Regions from separate parts of the Hordeum vulgare genome. Here region 1 is linked to region 2. Evidence: chromatin contacts called from public Hi-C data. All regions are on one chromosome and are shown on one strand. Each heading gives the region's core, a stretch centred on a gene start, on an enhancer-like site or on the middle of the called end of the contact. The rest is flanking DNA. Distances are from core to core; before and after follow the strand shown.

What was found. Hi-C and Micro-C count contacts between places; a contact is called where the count stands out from the background.
Region 1: a contact with region 2 is called in a Hi-C map of seedling, with 2.8 times the contacts expected there. The contact joins the promoter of LOC123432863 here to the promoter of LOC123432846 in region 2. A contact is called at or near these places in 2 of 6 Hi-C or Micro-C datasets (leaf and seedling).

The regions. Positions count from the first base shown.
Region 1 is chr1H:308,907,896-308,912,110 of MorexV3_pseudomolecules_assembly, forward strand. It overlaps LOC123432863 (bifunctional epoxide hydrolase 2-like), which reads left to right and starts at 1,673. Exons shown (of 4, transcript XM_045115420.1): 1 at 1,673-1,874; 2 at 2,003-2,220; 3 at 2,308-2,705; 4 at 2,806-3,313. The coding sequence starts at 1,802. The coding sequence ends at 3,052.
Region 2 is chr1H:308,680,025-308,684,537 of MorexV3_pseudomolecules_assembly, forward strand. It overlaps LOC123432846 (probable prolyl 4-hydroxylase 3), which reads left to right and starts at 1,319. Exons shown (of 8, transcript XM_045115419.1): 1 at 1,319-1,747; 2 at 1,866-1,953; 3 at 2,674-2,771; 4 at 2,853-2,950. The coding sequence starts at 1,521.

The DNA.
Region 1 (4,215 bases), core at 423-2,922, 230 kb after region 2:
ATTGTTGTGCTTCCTATTTTCGTCTTCATACGTTTTAGAATCCAATGTTTCCAAAACTATTTCTCAAATTTACTCATGAATCAACTGCCGAAACATAGTGGTATAGTCATATATAATAGGCCCAAAATTTTTGTTTCGCCCTGGGCCCTCAAAATCTCAGGACCGGCCCTGCACAAAGGCTCTCGTATTACAATAGATTTCGGATCGCATTACAACCCGTATCTTACTCTACTTCCTACTAACTTGGGCGAGGGAGACTCTTCAGGTTTCTCTTCTTGAGCTGGCCTGCCGTGTAATAGGCCTTAACCCGTTAACCGGCCTCGTGGTGAGTCGCCCCTTTGGCCTTCGCGTCTAGGGCCTCTTGGCCAAGTTATGGCTCAAGCGGGTTATCCCCATGACGGGTTAACACGGGGGATATATCCCTAACAGGATTGGAGATGGGAAATCAAGCCGTCAATGACGAATTTTCCTTGTGTTGTTCCCCACATGAACTCTCCCATCTTCCATATTTTTAGGAGTTTGAATAAGCCCATAACTTTGCTCATCCGGCTCTGAGTTCTTCTAGTGGGGGTACTTTCAGCTCCTCTTATGAAGGATACAATGTAGTAATTCATGGTGTGCTCTGCACTTGATCTGAAAGAAAATTTGGCGCTTCTCATTTAATAAAAGAAAAAAGATAGAAGCGGTCGCCCCTGCTCTAGGTCCGCCACAACATTCATGATGTTCGTCCGTCCAAACACGACACTAGATCTTTCAAAATAAAAGAAAACGCAACAGTAGCATCGCTAGCATGCTAACCGATGAGTCATTTGGAATCTAAAACCAGCTGGCAGACAGATAAACAGCTGATGGTCGCAAAGAAAATTAGCATCACGAGGCCGGCGTGGCACGTGGTAAGGCCATAACTAAAGCCTGTCGTGGTTCATGTCTGTTTCATTGTTTTGACCTTTACAACAAATCTTAGTACGAAATGAACTCGTTTGAAAACAATTTCACCATCTAACCCTTTTGATAACGTCATAAACCGTGGCGTTTTATCTTCATTTAGAAACGCCAACTTGTACTGCATTGCTGGCTTGGTCGAGATGGTACGCGACAGGATAAAAACGTCGACCTGTACTGCGTTGCTAGAAACGCCAAAGGGCAAAAGTGAAACACCACTGCTAATGATGTTGCAAAAAGGTTGTTCACATTTAACACTTATTTATGTAGGGGAGCAATGCAGTACGAGTTGGCCTTTCTAAATAAAAATGAAACGTCACGGCTTATGACGTTATTAAAAGGGTTAAATCGTGAAATAGTTTTCAAACAAGTTTATTTTATGCTAATTTTTATTGGAAGGATCAAAACAGTGAAAAAGTCGCGTGGTTTAGACCTTGCACTGGGTTGCAGGAGCCACGAAGTTACAACTGACTACTATTCCGGGTGAGTTCAGAGGTCAAATAAAACAGATCTGAGCAGATGCTGTGAACAGATTCCAAGCCCGAAATGGCCTTGCAAGGCCCTGGTGCAGTGCTGATTCTCATCCACGGAATTTTTTCTTCGCAGGATTTCAGAGTATCTGCGCTGAGCTATTTCTTGGATTCCAAGGTGCGCGGCGTTTGTCTATAGCTCGGCCTGCAGGAAACACCAAGAGCGCATGAAGCCAAAACGGCAGGGTCAAAGAGAGTGGGGAGCCATCTCGAATCATTCCCACTACCAAAAATATTCTCATCCTTCCATTTTAGAAATCAATGTCTCCTCCCGGAAATGCTATATAAAGTGAAGCGCCACGCACTAGGAGCACCGGAAGTAAGCAGCAATGGCGCACCAGATAGAGCACAGCCACCTCCTCGTCCGTGGGCTCAACCTCCATCTTGCTCAAGTAGGCAAAGGTGAGGGCTAGTTTCCCCTGTTCTTTTCGCCATGGGCATCGTGAGTAGTGGAGCTCGAGCTTGATGGAGCGATGGTTCTTTGTCATGTTGTGTGTGATCTGTGGTTCTGTTATTTGTGCTGCTTGCAGATGAGCTTGGGACGGTGGTGTTCTTGCACGGCTTCCCGGAGATATGGTACACGTGGCGCCACCAGATGCTGGCCGTGGCCGCCGCCGGGTACCGCGCCATCGCGCCCGACAGCCGCGGCTACGGGCTCTCCGACCAGCCGCCGGAGGACGTGGAGGCCACCTGGGAGGACCTCGTCGCCGACGTGCTCGCCATCATCGACGCCCTCTCCATCCAGAAGGTACGTAAGCGCGCCCCATCCTCTCCGGTGAACAGCTGAGAAACCCCATGCTCGCTCCAGTGAGATGACCGCCTTGCGCTCCTCCAGGTGTTCCTGGTGGGCAAGGACTACGGCGCGATGCCGGCGTACGACTTCGCGCTGCGGCACCCGGACCGCACCCGCGGCGTCATGTGCCTGGGCATCCCCTTCAGCCCGGGGCCCTTCAACTTCGACACCATGCCGGAGGGCTTCTACATCCTGCGGTGGCGCGAGCCCGACAGGCCGGAGGCCGACTTCGGCCGGCACGACGTCCGGCGCGTGGTGCGCACCATCTACATCCTCTTCTCCCGCAGCGACGTCCCGGTCGCCGAGGAAGGGCAGGAGATCATGGACCTCGCCGACCTCTCCACGCCCCTGCCGCCGTGGTTCACCGAGGAGGACCTCGACGCCTACGCCGCGCTCTACGAGAAGTCCGGCTTCCGCTACCCTCTCGAGATACCATACAGGTAGGTTAACCGAAGCCGAAGGTTCTCTGCGCCCTCAGCCATGGGCCATGGCCTGATGGCCACTGATTGACGAGCTTATTGACTGCTGCCATGATCGCAGGGCTCTGCACAGGATGACGAAGCACGTGGACCCCAAGTTCCAGGTGCCGGTATTCATGGTGATGGGAGAGAAGGACTACTGCTTCAAGTTCCCTGGCTTCGAGACCGCCATGAGGAGCGGCGTCATGAACACCTTCGCGCCGGACCTCAAGATCACCTACATCCCTGAAGGAAGCCATTTCGTGCAGGAGCAGTTCCCGGACCAGGTCAATGACCTCCTCCTCGGCTTCCTCAAGGACCATCCCTGATCGATAGTCCATGGACGGACGAGAGTGAGCTCGGGGTTCCCAATGAATAAAGCTTCCGGCACCATTGCTCTGCTTGAACCATGCCGCTCTGAATTTTTCTTTGTCGCTGAGAATGGATAGTGCAACTGTAATGTAATCATGTCCGTGTGGTTTTTCAGTTTTTGAATCTGGTAGCTCATCGGTTAAGAATAAGAAACATTATATTTCTATAAAACTGTACTCTTTTCATTAACTCAAAATGTAATATTATGGAGATATCAACCATGAAAAAGGCTTGCGCCGTGCAGCGATGCAGGAAAACAGGATGTAGGTCCCGGTGTCCGGAACATCGCACAGCGGGCACATACCAGTATGAGGAGGTCGGGATGTCGGTGATGGGTCTCAAGCATGTGGCATTTGGTCGTTTGAAGGTTTGTCCCAAATGCTGGAGCCCTCCCGAGAACCTTGGGATCGAGGAGGGGGTAGTTGAATCCATGTATGACGGTCAACTTCTCTCTCATTTGGTGAACCAAGTAGTTGGAGGTCTTCATGACTTGTTTAAACACCAACACATTGATGATTGTGTGTGTGATTGTGGGTTGGACTTTGTTGCCATAACAGAATCTGCTAAATATGACTTTCCGGCGCATGTTCTTAATCACCTCTTCGGTGGTTTCAACGTCACCTCACATTGTTTACCTCCGCATAGCAGGTTCTGCGAGATCTTACATGGTATCTAGCTTACCTCAATGGATTTGTTAGCCATTTTGGTTGGAGAATTTCACATGGCAGTTCTGCAGAATCTTACAGGCATGGTAAGTTTTGTGGGATCTTACACGACCCTTGTCAGTTGTCACGTCAACTGATATCGGGTGATTGGACAGCCTTGGTGTTTCGGACAGAGATCAGGTGACTTGTCCATATAGCAAGTCACGCTGCAACTTGCGGCTATGCATCAGCCACTCAAACGCCACCCAACGAACAGGAGCCATCCAAAGTAGAAACATCTCACACTTGGTCCATTAAGCACAGCAACGGAAACAAACACCAGTTTTTTAGCTCGTTTTCAGTCATTAGGAAATACAAATACTATCATTTTTTAGTCAGTTGACAGTACAAACGATCAGATAAAAATACAAAAAACATGTGTTCAGCTGTTTGCGTTATACAAATAGCATTTTCAA
Region 2 (4,513 bases), core at 69-2,568:
CTTTTGAGGGGTAAAACCCCCCTAAAGAAAAACAGACATTGTTTATATTTACATACCCTTTTTAAGATTTTATAGCTCTAATTGGATAAATTGACTTTGTATGGGCATTTCATTGACACCTACCTTAAATAAAATAAATTGATTTCGTATAAGGATTTCACTGGCAGCTATGAAGATAGATGCCCTAGCTGCAGTTTCAGATATCCTCTATATTTCATAAACTGTACAAACTGGTTTAGCGGAGCTACCCCTTTCCCGATCCCATATCTGCTTCCATGGCTGTTATGTAATCGGGTTGTCGGAAAATATAGGTGCATCGTTCAATGATAATCCACTTCACAGCCTACGCTCATCTGCATCCATACTAAATAGAATGAATCAAAATAAATATTAAAAAATCAAAGAGCTTCATTTTTTTACTTGCTAGATAGTTTGATAGTTTGCTTTATTTTTTAAATCACTCAGACATATGAGCATCTCTCGGCAAAATAAATAAATTCAAGGTCTATAAAATTTTATTGTTCATACACTGTTCTGAGTTGATTTGCTTTTTTACTAAGAGCTACTCAGATTTTTAAATGACCTGAAACTTAGATTGGACCTCGCGCAATAAATTTTCTATCATGTATTTTTTAGTTCCTTTTATAATTATTTTTCTAAACGGATGCAGATGAGTCTAGCACCTAAATGGGTCAGATTCTACTTGTCTTGCCGTCTATCTTCTGAGTGATTAAAAATAGTTTGTATAGCCTACATAGTTATTGAAGTCTGCGTCCCCTCCATTCATATTAATTGTTGAATATTTAGTATAGATATAAGAAATTATTCATATTTTAGTCGTGTAGATTTTTTTTAACATAATACAAACATAAACGCTTATGTACACGTGCATACACTCGTGTCTATAAATACATACACACATATCTAATTCCTGTGATCACCTTCGAGAGACTGAGTTGGTATAACATTTTAAAATTTATGAAATCATCATAGACACCTCGTTGTAAACGGAACTGTTTCTTTTCATTAAATATGCATCATAAAAAGTTCTAAAATAAATTCGAAAACCAAAATTTAAAACCTGACGGACCGATAATACCACCGTCTGCTGGCAATTTATTACCCATAGGTTGGTTCGGATTGCGGTTGTGTAGCTGGGCTGCGCGTCTGTACCTTGTCGGCCCACTCTTTTGCGCGTGGCCGGTGGACTTTGTCCGCAGTGGGGCCCACTTTCTCGCAATGCCGACACGTCATCTACGGGACCCACGGCACGCGCAGCAGTTTCACGGTACAGCTAGCATCATACCTCGTCGAGCCGAACAAATGCATCAGCAGCGGCAGCGGCAGCGGCAGCATATCTCATCGAGCCCGAAACAGACCGACGACTCGGGTCACAGCGCGAGAGAGAAGGAGAGACAGAGGAGGACGACGACGAAGAGGAGGAGGAGGAGGCGCTAAACCCACCGGGGCCGGCGCCGCGAGACCCGAGGCCAGGCCGCATCCCATCCCGGGCGGGCGCGATGGCGAGCAGGACGGCGGGGCGGGGCGGGAGGCCGCTGCTGGGAGGCGGCGCCGGGGGCGGGAGGCGCGGGAAGCCGTCCAAGGCGATCCTGGCCGCGCTGCTGCTCGCGTCGGTGGCGCTGCTGCTCCTCCTGGCGCTCGGCGCGCTCTCGCTGCCGGCCGGCTCCGGCCGCGGCGCGGTCCTCTCGCTCCCGCGCCCGCGCTTCCGCAGATCCGCGTTCGAGTCGTGCGTCCCCGTTCTTCCTCCGACGCCCACGGCCTCCGTGATCCGCCGCGTTCGTTGCCCTCCCTTTTTTTGCGCGAGATTGACGCGGTGCTTCTTCTTCTCCGTTGTCGTTGTGCAGGAGGCTGGAGAAGGGCGGGGAGAAAGGGGAGCCCTGGACGGAGGTCCTGTCCTGGGAGCCACGGGCGTTCATCTACCACAACTTCCTCGTGAGTCTCTTGCCTTGCCCCCATTCTGTGTTTTGGTTTGGGCCGGGACGGCTGCCTCTTTATTCTTTACGTGCTTTGTTATCGGTTCTAGGATGCGCGTTGGGAGATCTTGAGATCTTTGTTGGTGATTTTAGACGATTGTTGAAATCCAGTTTAAGAGCTCGTTGTACACATTGGCCCAGCCGTACCAGATTAGATTCGTGAAGTAAAATCCGAAATGCTTGTACTTCAGTCGCAAGAATGCCGAATGAAGTTTAGTTATGATGTGAATTTGGTACAGAAAATTGTGCACTAAGGAACCAGGCGTGAGCTGGATCGCTGCTGGCATTTTGCCGTGGGAGGGCTATTGTACATGCTGGGTGTCCGGACATGGCTCTTGCTGAGTTCTACATGTGTGTTGTCCATCTAGGAATCCTCATATATATAGTCACACATAATTTGTGCTTCGAATCTGCTTGACCTTCAAGTCAGGGGCTCAAACTCGGAAGTTCAGGCACATGTGCTTGGGACAAAGAAGTAGATGATAAATATTAACACTGGCATTAGAAACTTGGCATTGTGATTATTAGTATCCAAAATGCCTTTGGAAGGTGTTTACTTCTGATGACATTGCATAATAGGAGATGAAGAAATGTCATGTGTGTTTGTTGTATTTATTATAACTGGTTAGTTCGCTTCAAATAGCGATCTGGGTATGACTGACTTTACTGCTGCTCTCAGTCCAAGGAAGAATGTGAATATTTGATTTCATTGGCAAAGCCTCACATGAAGAAATCGACAGTGGTTGATTCTGCAACTGGAGGGAGTAAAGATAGCAGGTTTGGACACTGCAAATTCTTCTTTCTTTTGGAACTGTTACGGAACCTGATGCCCACTTACGCTTAATTAAATGTATTCAGGGTGCGAACGAGTTCAGGAACATTTCTTAGAAGAGGGCAAGACAAAATTGTTCGCACCATTGAGAAAAGAATATCAGATTTCACCTTCATACCTGTAGGTATGGCGTACGTACCAATACCATGGATACTTGAAAGTTTGTTTACCTTTCTATGTTTTTGCTAGTATGCCTAGGGAAAAGATTACCACAGAACTTAAGGTCTGAATATATTTTAAATACACTGTATTGTTCATTGGAAGAACCTTTCAGCTTTAATTCAGCATAAATAAATTGAACACCACCTCAAATTATCGGAAAGTGTCATTTTGTTTAACTCAAAGTTATAACTATAGTTGCTCCTCCAAATCTGAACTGTAAGTTTGTGAACTTCAGTTTTACGCCGATGCATTAGTCTTCGTCATGGTATAATTTCAAAGTTTTGATTACCATGCAATACTGTGTGTCATTGATTTACCAAAAGTGCACTTGCTTGCGACTTAGTTTGAATAGTTCATGGAGCGTTAAGTAACCATGCAAAGTAATGTATTATTCCCTCTGTCCGATAATATAAGACATTATTACATCCAATATACTCACATATTGGATGTAATAACGTCTTATATTATGAGACGGAGGGAGTAGTACATTATGGAGTGCAACTGCATTGCGTTTCGGTGATCTGGTGTTTTCACAGTTATGTTCAGCAAGAATTATCAAGCCTATACCAATTGGCAGCAAGGGTTCCACTAGGAGTATTAGCTTACAACCTTATGGCACTATGTTCAAGTTTACATTGCCTTTTCCTGATACTAGGTGATACTTTCGCACCCAATTGTTTGAGAATCTCATTTGAGAAGTAGAATTACACCTATCAGTAGACAAAAAGACTTTTTGGTACTCAAATAAGCTGTCAAACTATCTTATTCTTAAGTTAGCTTAGATGCTAGGTACTTGGTTTAGTTAAACATTTATTTCTTTGAGCACCTTGTCATGGACCACAGACCTGGCCCTGTGTCTGCCATTTTCGGATTTTCCCAACAAGGTCATTGCCAGCAATTTCAATTTTATAGCATACCAAGTGGTAGAAGACAAAAGTTTAAAATTGTGCATGAACATCAAATATTGGACATGGTACACTGTACCAAAATTGTTCACCAAATTCACAGTTGCACTTGGGACAGCGCCCATACATGCAGAGCATGATATCATACATGTTAAAGTCAAATATCTCATCTTTAACTACACAGTGCATGTCTACCCTTACAAAAAATAATATAAAAAAGACACACACACTAAATTATGCACTCCACTGTGTTTAGTACATCTTCGAAACTTCTTTATGCTTTGTAAAGCCACTTGAATGAAATAAGACATGACGCGCATGCCTAACAACATAATACATGAGCTGTCTTAACTCCATTTTATGCAAAAATAATACTCCCTCTGTCCCAAAATAACTGTCTCAACTTTGTACTAACTCTAGTACAAAATTGTACTAAGCTAAAGACACTTATTTTCAGACGGAGGGAGTAATAATTAGTGCACTGCAGAAATATCACATCGCGAGCCCTAAATGGCTGAATGTCGTTAAAAACTGCCTAGTTCAATGCTTAACCACATGAGAGTTGCACAAATAAATTTTGTTTTCTACCTACCCCTTTTGAGTTCTTGAATGTTTGAATG